Linked DNA regions of Sus scrofa: all the other regions are linked to region 1. The links are chromatin contacts, called in public Hi-C and HiChIP or PLAC-seq maps. All regions are on one chromosome and are shown on one strand. Each heading gives the region's core, a stretch centred on a gene start, on an enhancer-like site or on the middle of the called end of the contact. The rest is flanking DNA. Distances are from core to core; before and after follow the strand shown. Region 1 overlaps ARHGAP10 (rho GTPase-activating protein 10). Region 2 overlaps PRMT9 (putative protein arginine N-methyltransferase 9). Region 3 holds the start of ARHGAP10 (rho GTPase-activating protein 10).

Evidence for each region. Hi-C and Micro-C count contacts between places; a contact is called where the count stands out from the background. HiChIP or PLAC-seq counts read pairs in DNA pulled down with a chosen protein or histone mark.
Region 2: a Hi-C map of fetal skeletal muscle shows a contact between it and region 1, with 4 times the contacts expected there. The contact joins two enhancer-like sites. A contact is called at or near these places in 2 of 5 promoter capture datasets (fetal liver and liver), 35 of 47 Hi-C or Micro-C datasets (adipocytes, adipose tissue, alveolar macrophages and 18 more) and 2 of 2 datasets of contacts at active chromatin or transcription factors (alveolar macrophages and skeletal muscle).
Region 3: an H3K27ac HiChIP or PLAC-seq map of skeletal muscle shows a contact between it and region 1. The contact joins the promoter of ARHGAP10 here to the enhancer-like site in region 1. A contact is called at or near these places in 1 of 5 promoter capture datasets (liver), 23 of 47 Hi-C or Micro-C datasets (adipose tissue, alveolar macrophages, blood and 14 more) and 2 of 2 datasets of contacts at active chromatin or transcription factors (alveolar macrophages and skeletal muscle).

The regions. Positions count from the first base shown.
Region 1 is chr8:80,886,714-80,889,410 of Sscrofa11.1, reverse strand. ARHGAP10 (rho GTPase-activating protein 10) reads left to right here. Exons shown (of 23, transcript XM_021100659.1): 6 at 1,849-1,959. Among named protein-coding and RNA genes, the nearest start is that of ARHGAP10, 140 kb to the left of the region's middle. Within about 2 kb of position 1,325, at least 15 of the 83 cell types and tissues checked have an H3K27ac peak or open chromatin away from gene starts, as enhancers often do. A contact at or near this core is called in adipose tissue, fetal skeletal muscle, omental adipose tissue and 1 more, where this site is marked.
Region 2 is chr8:81,102,197-81,104,893 of Sscrofa11.1, reverse strand. All of the region lies in intron 9 of PRMT9 (putative protein arginine N-methyltransferase 9), which reads right to left. Among named protein-coding and RNA genes, the nearest start is that of PRMT9, 27 kb to the right of the region's middle. Within about 2 kb of position 1,318, at least 21 of the 83 cell types and tissues checked have an H3K27ac peak or open chromatin away from gene starts, as enhancers often do. A contact at or near this core is called in adipose tissue and fetal skeletal muscle, where this site is marked.
Region 3 is chr8:81,023,133-81,025,829 of Sscrofa11.1, reverse strand. It overlaps ARHGAP10 (rho GTPase-activating protein 10), which reads left to right and starts at 1,329. Exons shown (of 23, transcript XM_021100659.1): 1 at 1,329-1,760. The coding sequence starts at 1,607.

The DNA.
Region 1 (2,697 bases), core at 76-2,575:
TCATTTTGCGATACTGAAACTCTGTACCCCTTCCACACTAACTTCTCAGCCTCTTGTCCCAGCTCCCAACAACCACCATTCTACTTTCTGTCTCTGTGAATTTCACTGTTCCAGGTACCTTATGTCAGTGGAATCGATACAGCATCTGTCCTTTAGTGACTGGCTTATTTCACATAGTATAGTGTCCTCAGGGTGCATCCATGTGGTGAAAGTGCCAGAATTTCCTTCCATTCTGTGGCTGAATGATATTCCATTACACGTACAGATCATGTTTTTTCTTTTTTAATCTCTTCATCCGTTAGTGAACACTTGGTTGCTTCTGCCGTTTAGCTGCTGTGAATAATGCTGCTGTGAATGTGGGTGTGAGTCCTTCGCTTTCAGGTCTTGTGAGTGCACACCCAGAAATGGAATTGCAGGATCATATGGTAATTCTATTTTTAATTTTTTGGAGAACTGCCGTACTGTTTTCCATAGCAGCTGCATCATTTTACATTCCCGCCAGCAGTGCACAAATTTCCAGTTTCTCCACATCTTTACCAATACTAGTTATTTTCTGGGGCTTTTAAAGATAGGTTTGTTTTTTGTTATTTTCTGTTTTATTATGTATTTTATATTTTAATTGCATTTAATTTTAATTTTATTTATTTTATTTTTATTTTTTGCATTTTAGGGCCATACCTGTGGCATTTGGAGGTTCCCAGGCTAGGGGTCGAATCAAAACTGCAGCTGTTAGCCTATGTCACAGCCACAGCAACGCAGGTTCCGAGCCTCATCTGAGACCTACACCACAGCTCACAGCAACGCTGGATCCTTAACCCACTGAGCGAGGCCAGGGATCGAACCCGAATCCTCATGGATCCTAGTCGGGCTTGTTAACTGCTGAGTCTCGAAGGGAACTCCCTATGTTAATTTTATTTAATTTTAATTTCATTTTATCTTTTGCAAGGTGGTACGTTGCGGTTTTGATTTGTATTTCCATAAATGATGGATGATGCTGAGCATCTTTCCATGTGTTTAGACATGGCTTCTTGCCTCTTTGGAGAAATGTCCAGATAAATACTTTTAGAAGGAGAATTAGCCAAGTTAGGAAATGCATGATGCCTTAGAAGAATGTTGGCAAGGACGAGCCGTGTCTCTGCTGTTCTTCTGTGGAGCCGTCCCCTCTCCCAGTTCCTTTCTCATTAGAGAAGACAAGCTGGAACCTTTTTTGGAATGGTCTTCTGACCACCTGCTGCCTGTGCCCTCCCAGGGGACGGGACCTGGTGAGGGCTTAGGAGCGTGACTGCGTGCAGGTGGGCATCAAGCCCAGGCCTGCCCGAGAGAGCCAAGTTCCTGAGATGGTGCCACGGCCGCCACTTCCTCACCTGCTGCCTTCACTCATGAGTGCTGAGGGGACGGGAGTTTGTCCCCCCCTCTTTCCCAGGCCTCTTCATTCTCAGGGGATTAGTTAATGGAAATAGTGTTTCTGTAACTTGGATTTTATGTGGATGGCTCTACCTTGGGTGTCGGTTGTGGTTGGGGGTAGGTTTTTCATGAAGATATGACTATCTGATCTTGAGACTTTTGGGATCCATCTCAGCTCAAAAACAGGGGTCGGCCAGCTCGTTCTGCAAGGAATCAGAGAGTAAATACTTCAGACTTTTGCAGACCACAAGCTCCCTATTGCAATGACTCAATTCAGCTGTTGTAGCAGGAAAGCAGCATAGAAGATACAGAAATGAGTAGACCTGACTGTGGTCCAGCACAGCCTCATTTAGGAAGACAGGCAGCAGGGACTGTGCTTTTGCAGACCTTGGGTAAAGACTTTGACTGCCTCTAATTGGACTGCCCTTCCTTGTTTTAACATAGGCAGATATCCAAGTGGAACAGAACCGGCAGCACTTTTATGAACTGTCTCTTGAATATGTGTGTAAGCTTCAGGAAATCCAAGAGAGGAAGAAGTTTGAGTTTGTGGAACCTGTAAGTATAATAGCAAGTTGCTCTGCTCATTGAATTTTGTGTGATAGAATGGGAATGTGTTTCTTTCAAGATCTAATGTATGGATGCTGGAGGCCTTGGGGCGTAAACTGTAAACAGGGGACCTAGAGATCTGGGAAGGCCAAGAATCGCCTCTCAAGAGTGGTTCTCTGCCTTCTTGGCCCAGCGACATCTCAAGGACTTGGCAGACAGGTACAATTTCTGCCATCCTAGTTGTGACTCCACCCTTGAAAAAAGAAATCCCTCTGAAAGAAATTCTTTTGGAATGTGACCGCAGTAGTGTTTATGGGATGACCTTTATTCTGCAAGGGCATCCATCCAGACTTTGGTACCTTCAACCATTATTGGTAACAAATTATTTAATACTATTCACAGTACTTAGGCAACTTAAGGAGCCATACGTGGAACATTTGAAACTGTTTTGTGAGCTACCCTGACATTTCTTTATACTTGTTTTTGAAACACATGATTTTTGTTTGTGCTTATAAAGATATACTCTGATAGCTTCAGTTATTTATGTTCATATATATGTGAATATAGGTATCTTGTGAATCAAAATGTAATGGGTATTTCATACTGTGGGTTTTAGCAAAAAAAAAACAAACAAAAAACACCCCCAAAAACCCAAACCCTAGAGGTACACTGAGATTCATGATTTTCAAGATTTTTTTTCTGGGGAGGGTGCGGCGCTGTGGGGGGCTGTACCCTTGGCGTGTGGAG
Region 2 (2,697 bases), core at 69-2,568, 220 kb before region 1:
GGATCTGGCATTGTTACTACTGTGGCTTGGGTCACTGCTGTGACCTGAGATTGATCCCTGGCCCAGGAATTTCTGCATGCCATGGGCACAGCCAAAAGAAAAAAAAAAGGTTACTAAGCTTTTATATTTTCTCCTACATTTTAATCTAGTATGAATGAATAACTCTTAAGAATGAACACTTCAGGTGTTCCCATCGTGGTGCAGCAGAAACGAATCTGATTAGGAACCATGAGGTTGCGGGTTCGATCCCTGGCCTCATTCAGTGGGTTAAGGATCTAGCATTGCCATGAGCTGTGGTGCAGGTCAAAGACCCAGCTCGGATCTGGCATTGCTGTGGCTGCGGTGTAGGCTGGTGGCTACAGCTCAGATTAGACCCCTAGCCTGGGAATCTCCCTATGCCATGGGTGCAGCCCTAAAAAGACAAAAGCCAAAAAAAAAAAAAAAAAAGGAAAAGAAAAGAATGAATACTTCAAAACAACAACAAAGGTAACTAGAGACTAAAGTTTAAGTTTGTAAAATAGCTTATTTTTTCCTTCCCTTTTTCTGGGAAGGTTGGTAACTAGTAAGACAGATGCTTTTATTCCTTAGCCCAGAGACAATCTATCCTCCCATTCCCTAACTTCATCCGCTTTCACCAGTCATGAGGCTAAAGATAACAATAAGAGGCCGAGGTGAGAGTCTCCTCATACCTCTGACCCCAGAATAACCCCAGATGACCTCAGATGTCAGGTAAGCCTAACATCCAGGAGAACCTGGTAAAGAGACAGTGCAATAGCTTAGACTAAAGCAAAGGAGCACTGGTTCTCTGCGGTTACCCAGGAGGTGTTTGGAGAGAAGGGAAGAATACTGGCTAAAACAATGATTATGGGTGCTATTAAGCATTTACTTCCCAGAGATGCCACATCCTGTGTGGCAACACACAGGACAGCCCTACATAAGAGCTGTCCCCTCCCCACCCCCCAAAAAAACTGTCCCACACAAACTGCCAGGAGGACCCCTCCCTCTTGAGAAACACTGGGAAGGGGAATTATAGGCAGCTGTACATAATGCACTAACATGACTGATCATTTCGGCCAGAACATACTGTCTGATTAATTTTTTTTATAATCAAAACTCCTTTCTAAAAATCCTTTACAAGGTTCCACTTAAAGAAAATATCCCTGTTTGAAAGCTTTTCCTCTAAAATAAGGAACAAGACAAGGATACCCACTTCCACCACTTCTATTCCACAGAGTTACTGGAAAACCTATGTAAGGCCAGCACACAGCCAAAGAGAACACCGGGTAGGTAGGACAGTGGGAAAATCTGTGGCATCTACTGGCCATAGCCCCTCCTCTAGGCACAGCAACTGCAATCAGGAGAAAATTTCCAACTCCTGGCTTCTCCTTGGGGAGAGAAAGAGAAGAGTGGAACTTATATCCAACATGCCAGCCTTTCAAGGGGCTGCTGAAGAGACTGGTTTCTGACTTGCCTGAATCTAAGTGGTGCAGGAATGGTTGGGGACCCCTGAAAACAAAGGAGATCCCTTGGCTTTTCAAGCACTAGAGTCTGCAGTACCACACGTGGACATTAGGGTGAGCTCTAGCACCATGACTGGCTCCAGCACCAGGAACGCTACAGTACTTCAGACAGACACCAAGGGAAGCCCCTGAGGAGAAACAGGCAAACCTCTTCACTAGGCGATGATACACAAACCCAGAGAAGATGCATCCCCAGAAAAGGCTTGAGAGGTCTCCAGAATCAACAGCAAGGCTGAATGGTAAAGGTCCTCCCTGGGAGTTCCCATTGTGGTGCAGTGGAAACAAATCCAACTAGTATCCATAAGGATGAAAGTTCGATCCTTGGCCTCGCTCAGTGGGTTAAGGATCTGGCATTGCCGTGAGCTGTGATACAGGTCACAGACAGAAAAAAAAAAAAAGTCCTGCCTGCATAGCCAGAGAGTAAAGAATGGAAGAGATGACTGTCCTTTTTTTTTTTTTTTTTGAAGCCCAAGCTCTAGCAAAAGATAAGGCACACAAAGAAACAGGAAAACATGGCTCAATAAAAGCAACAAATTAAATCTCCAGAAACTGACCCTAAAGAAACAAATTACCAGAGAATTTAAAATAACTCTTATAAGAAAACATGAAAAAATGAAATCAGGAAAATGAGGCATGAATAAAAGGAGAATATCAGCTAAGAGACAGAAACTGAAGAAGAACCAAGAAGATATTCTGAGCTGAAGAATATAACTGAATTGAAAAATTCACTACAGGGATTCAACAGCAGACTTGACCAGGCAGAAAAAAGAATCAAAAGCAAAAATAGACAAATGGGACATCAAATTTTAAAACTTCTGGGAGTTCCCACTGTAGCACAATGGGATCAGCAGTATCTTTGGAGCACTGGGATGCAGGTTCAATCCCCAGCCTGGCACAGTGGGTTAAGGATCCAGCTTTGCTGCAGCTATGGCTTAGGCTGCAACTACTACAGCTCAGATCTGATCACCAAACTCCATATGCCACAGGGTGGCCAAAAAAATCTGTATATGAAAAGACACAGCAGAGTGAAAAGGCAACTTGTGAAACGTGAGAAATATTTGCAAATCATACACCTCATGAGGAGTTTAATACCCAGGATATATAAGGAACTCCTATTACTCAACAACAATTAAAAAAAATTTTAAAAATGGGCAATGGACTTGAATACACAATTCTT
Region 3 (2,697 bases), core at 80-2,579, 140 kb before region 1:
CTCTTATATTTTCTCCTCCGTAGACTCCAGTCCCCTGCTGATTTTTAGCAGGAACCAAGCTTTTCAACCATAAAAATTATTAGTAAAACATTTTGAACTCTCCAGAGGATGGACATTAAAAGCAATAATGTTTATCTGTTTATCTGTAGGTTAGCCACTCACAGAGCTGTTTTGTAACAAAAGAGCTTATCGAGTAGGAGGCTTAGTTAACTTTTTCCTGAGGGTTACACTCCTAGCACAAGCTGTCCAGAGGCTCAATTACCCAGTTCCCAGTCTGAACCTTTTAAAGAATCACTTTGAGGTCTCTCGGTACTATTAACATCATTAGGGGACCTATGTATGTAAACATATGTTGTGAGCCTGTAGAAAAATGTATGTGGAGTCACTAGTGTGTGCCTGGCACATAATAATTGCTTAATAAACTGTTAGCTGCTTTTATTAAAAGTTAATCTAATGAAAAATTGGTTTCTTTCAGGTAAGGATTTCAATAATTTAAAATGTCTCAACATTTGGGGGACACATTTGAGTTGTTTTAGGACAAAGGGAATAATATCCTTTTCTAGGGGCATTGACAAATTCTCATTTGACCATCATCCCCGACCTCCTGAAAACTACCCCGAACCTGGCATCTTCGTTCCAGTGGTTATTTTTAGAATAATAAAGATCGACTCTACTTATTCAAGCGAATTTAATCCGCTGAATACAAGAGAAACAATTCTTACACGATTTAGACACCCTCTCCTTCCCCCTAAGTCGTCAGTGTGGTGACATAGACGAGTGTAAGAGCAGCTCCCCGCCCTTAGCTTTCAATCTAAAGCGGAGATTTAGCAGGCATTTTACTTTAGATGGGGACGGAGAATGGGAAATAGAGAGCCGTTCACAACTCAGGGTCCACTCCAGGATGGATGGGATATCGGACTCATTTGTGTCCTCTAGCAAGCCGGACCTCTGAGTTAAGTCGCCGGGTAGCGGGATTAGAGATGCTCTGAAGACGTCCCTTCCCGGTCTGGGTCAAGCTGCATCGGGGGGAGCAGATAGTGAGTCACCCCGAAGAGGGGGGCCGAAGAAAAGGCGTGGCGCCCGGGTCTGGAGGAGAGCCGCGGGGCGAAATTCTAAACCGAGGGAGCCTCGGAAGGAAGAGGAGGGGCCACTGCGCGTGGGGAAGAGTAGGAAGAAGTGTCGTGGGGAAGGAAGGGAAGGAAGGGAGAGGAGGAAGAAGGTGGCGGAGGAAAAAGAAGAGGGCGCTCGGCCAGCGCGGAGAGGGGCGGGCCGGGAGGCGCCCGGGCGGGGCGGGCTCGCGCCTCCGGGAGGGCGTGCAGCGCGGGGCCGAGCGGGGCGGGGCCGCGGCGCCGGAGCTTTGGCAGAGGCTGCCGGGATCCCGGCGCCCGGTTCTCGCTCCCCTCGGCGGTGCAGCTCAGTGCGGCCGGCCTCACCTCCGCGGGACATGCCGGCGCTGCTCTCGCCGCGCGCCCGGGACTGCTAGCTTCTCCCGCGCTTCCTGCGCGCTCGGCCCCGCACCTGGTGGTGGCCCCGGAGCCCGGCTTGGGCTGTGCGCTCGGCGAGCGGGCGATCGGGCGGCTGGCTGTGCGCGCGGACCGCCGCCGTCATGGGGCTGCAGCCTTTGGAGTTCAGCGACTGCTACCTCGACAGCCCGTGGTTCCGGGAGAGGATCCGCGCCCACGAAGCAGAGCTGGAGAGGACCAACAAGTTCATCAAAGAGCTCATCAAGGACGGGAAGAACCTCATCGCGGCGACCAAAAGTAAGAGGGAACCCGGGCGCGGGCGGGCTGCGGCGCGGCGTGGTTAGGAGGAGCCTCTCCCGGAGGGAGACCGACAGTCCCGTGCCGGAGGGCCGGCTGCCGGAGGATCGGGAGACTCATTGGGGACCGGGAGGCCCCGGGATCGTTCCTTCCGGGCTCTCCGGGCAGCCGAGGGCGAGTCCCCTTTCCTGCCCTGCTCGCCTGCGCAGCGGCTGAAGCCGGGAGCTGTGCGTCCGAGCGCGCCGCCCGCCAGCCCCGGGGCTCCGGCGCCTGCTTTCCCCGCCGGACCCGCCCGCGGGCAAGTTCTGTTGCCCCCTAGAGCTGCTCACTGTCTGGCCCGAAACAGAAACGTGAGTTTCTTGGCTTGTGACCTCTCCCAAGAACTTGCCTGGGGATTCTTTGAAAACCTGCTGGGTGTTGAATTGTTCACAAGTCCCTTAAACCGTACACTTTCCGTGCCATTTGCAGATCTCCTCCAACAGTCTCAGCCTGGGTCCCTTACTGAGCTAAACCAGAAAGTCCACCTGGCGTTGTGGCTGCCTTCCGCGCATTCCTTCCCTCCTCCTGCGCTGAGAAGGGTTCAAAGATTGGGGCTGTGAGGCTGAGCAGACAGCCTGCCCTCTGGCCGGAGCCAGCACTGCCTGCAAATAGGGAATTCCACCCCGGCCAGCTTGCTGCTTTTCTCTTCTCCTCTCTCTCTTTTGAACAACTCAGAAGTGGCCAGGAGGGCTAAGATGTACCTACATTATCCGAAAAGAGCTTTTCTAGGAGAGAGGTGGCCTGAAATTCGCGCTCCAACAGAGTTGGTGATGCGGCTGGAAATGGGGAGGCATTAACTTGAGTGAGGCGCTGGGCAGCCTGACCGCACCTGTAACCCATAGCCGGTTCTGAGGGATCAGTCCCCCTTCTTCCGTCTTAAAAAGACCTACTCGGAGTT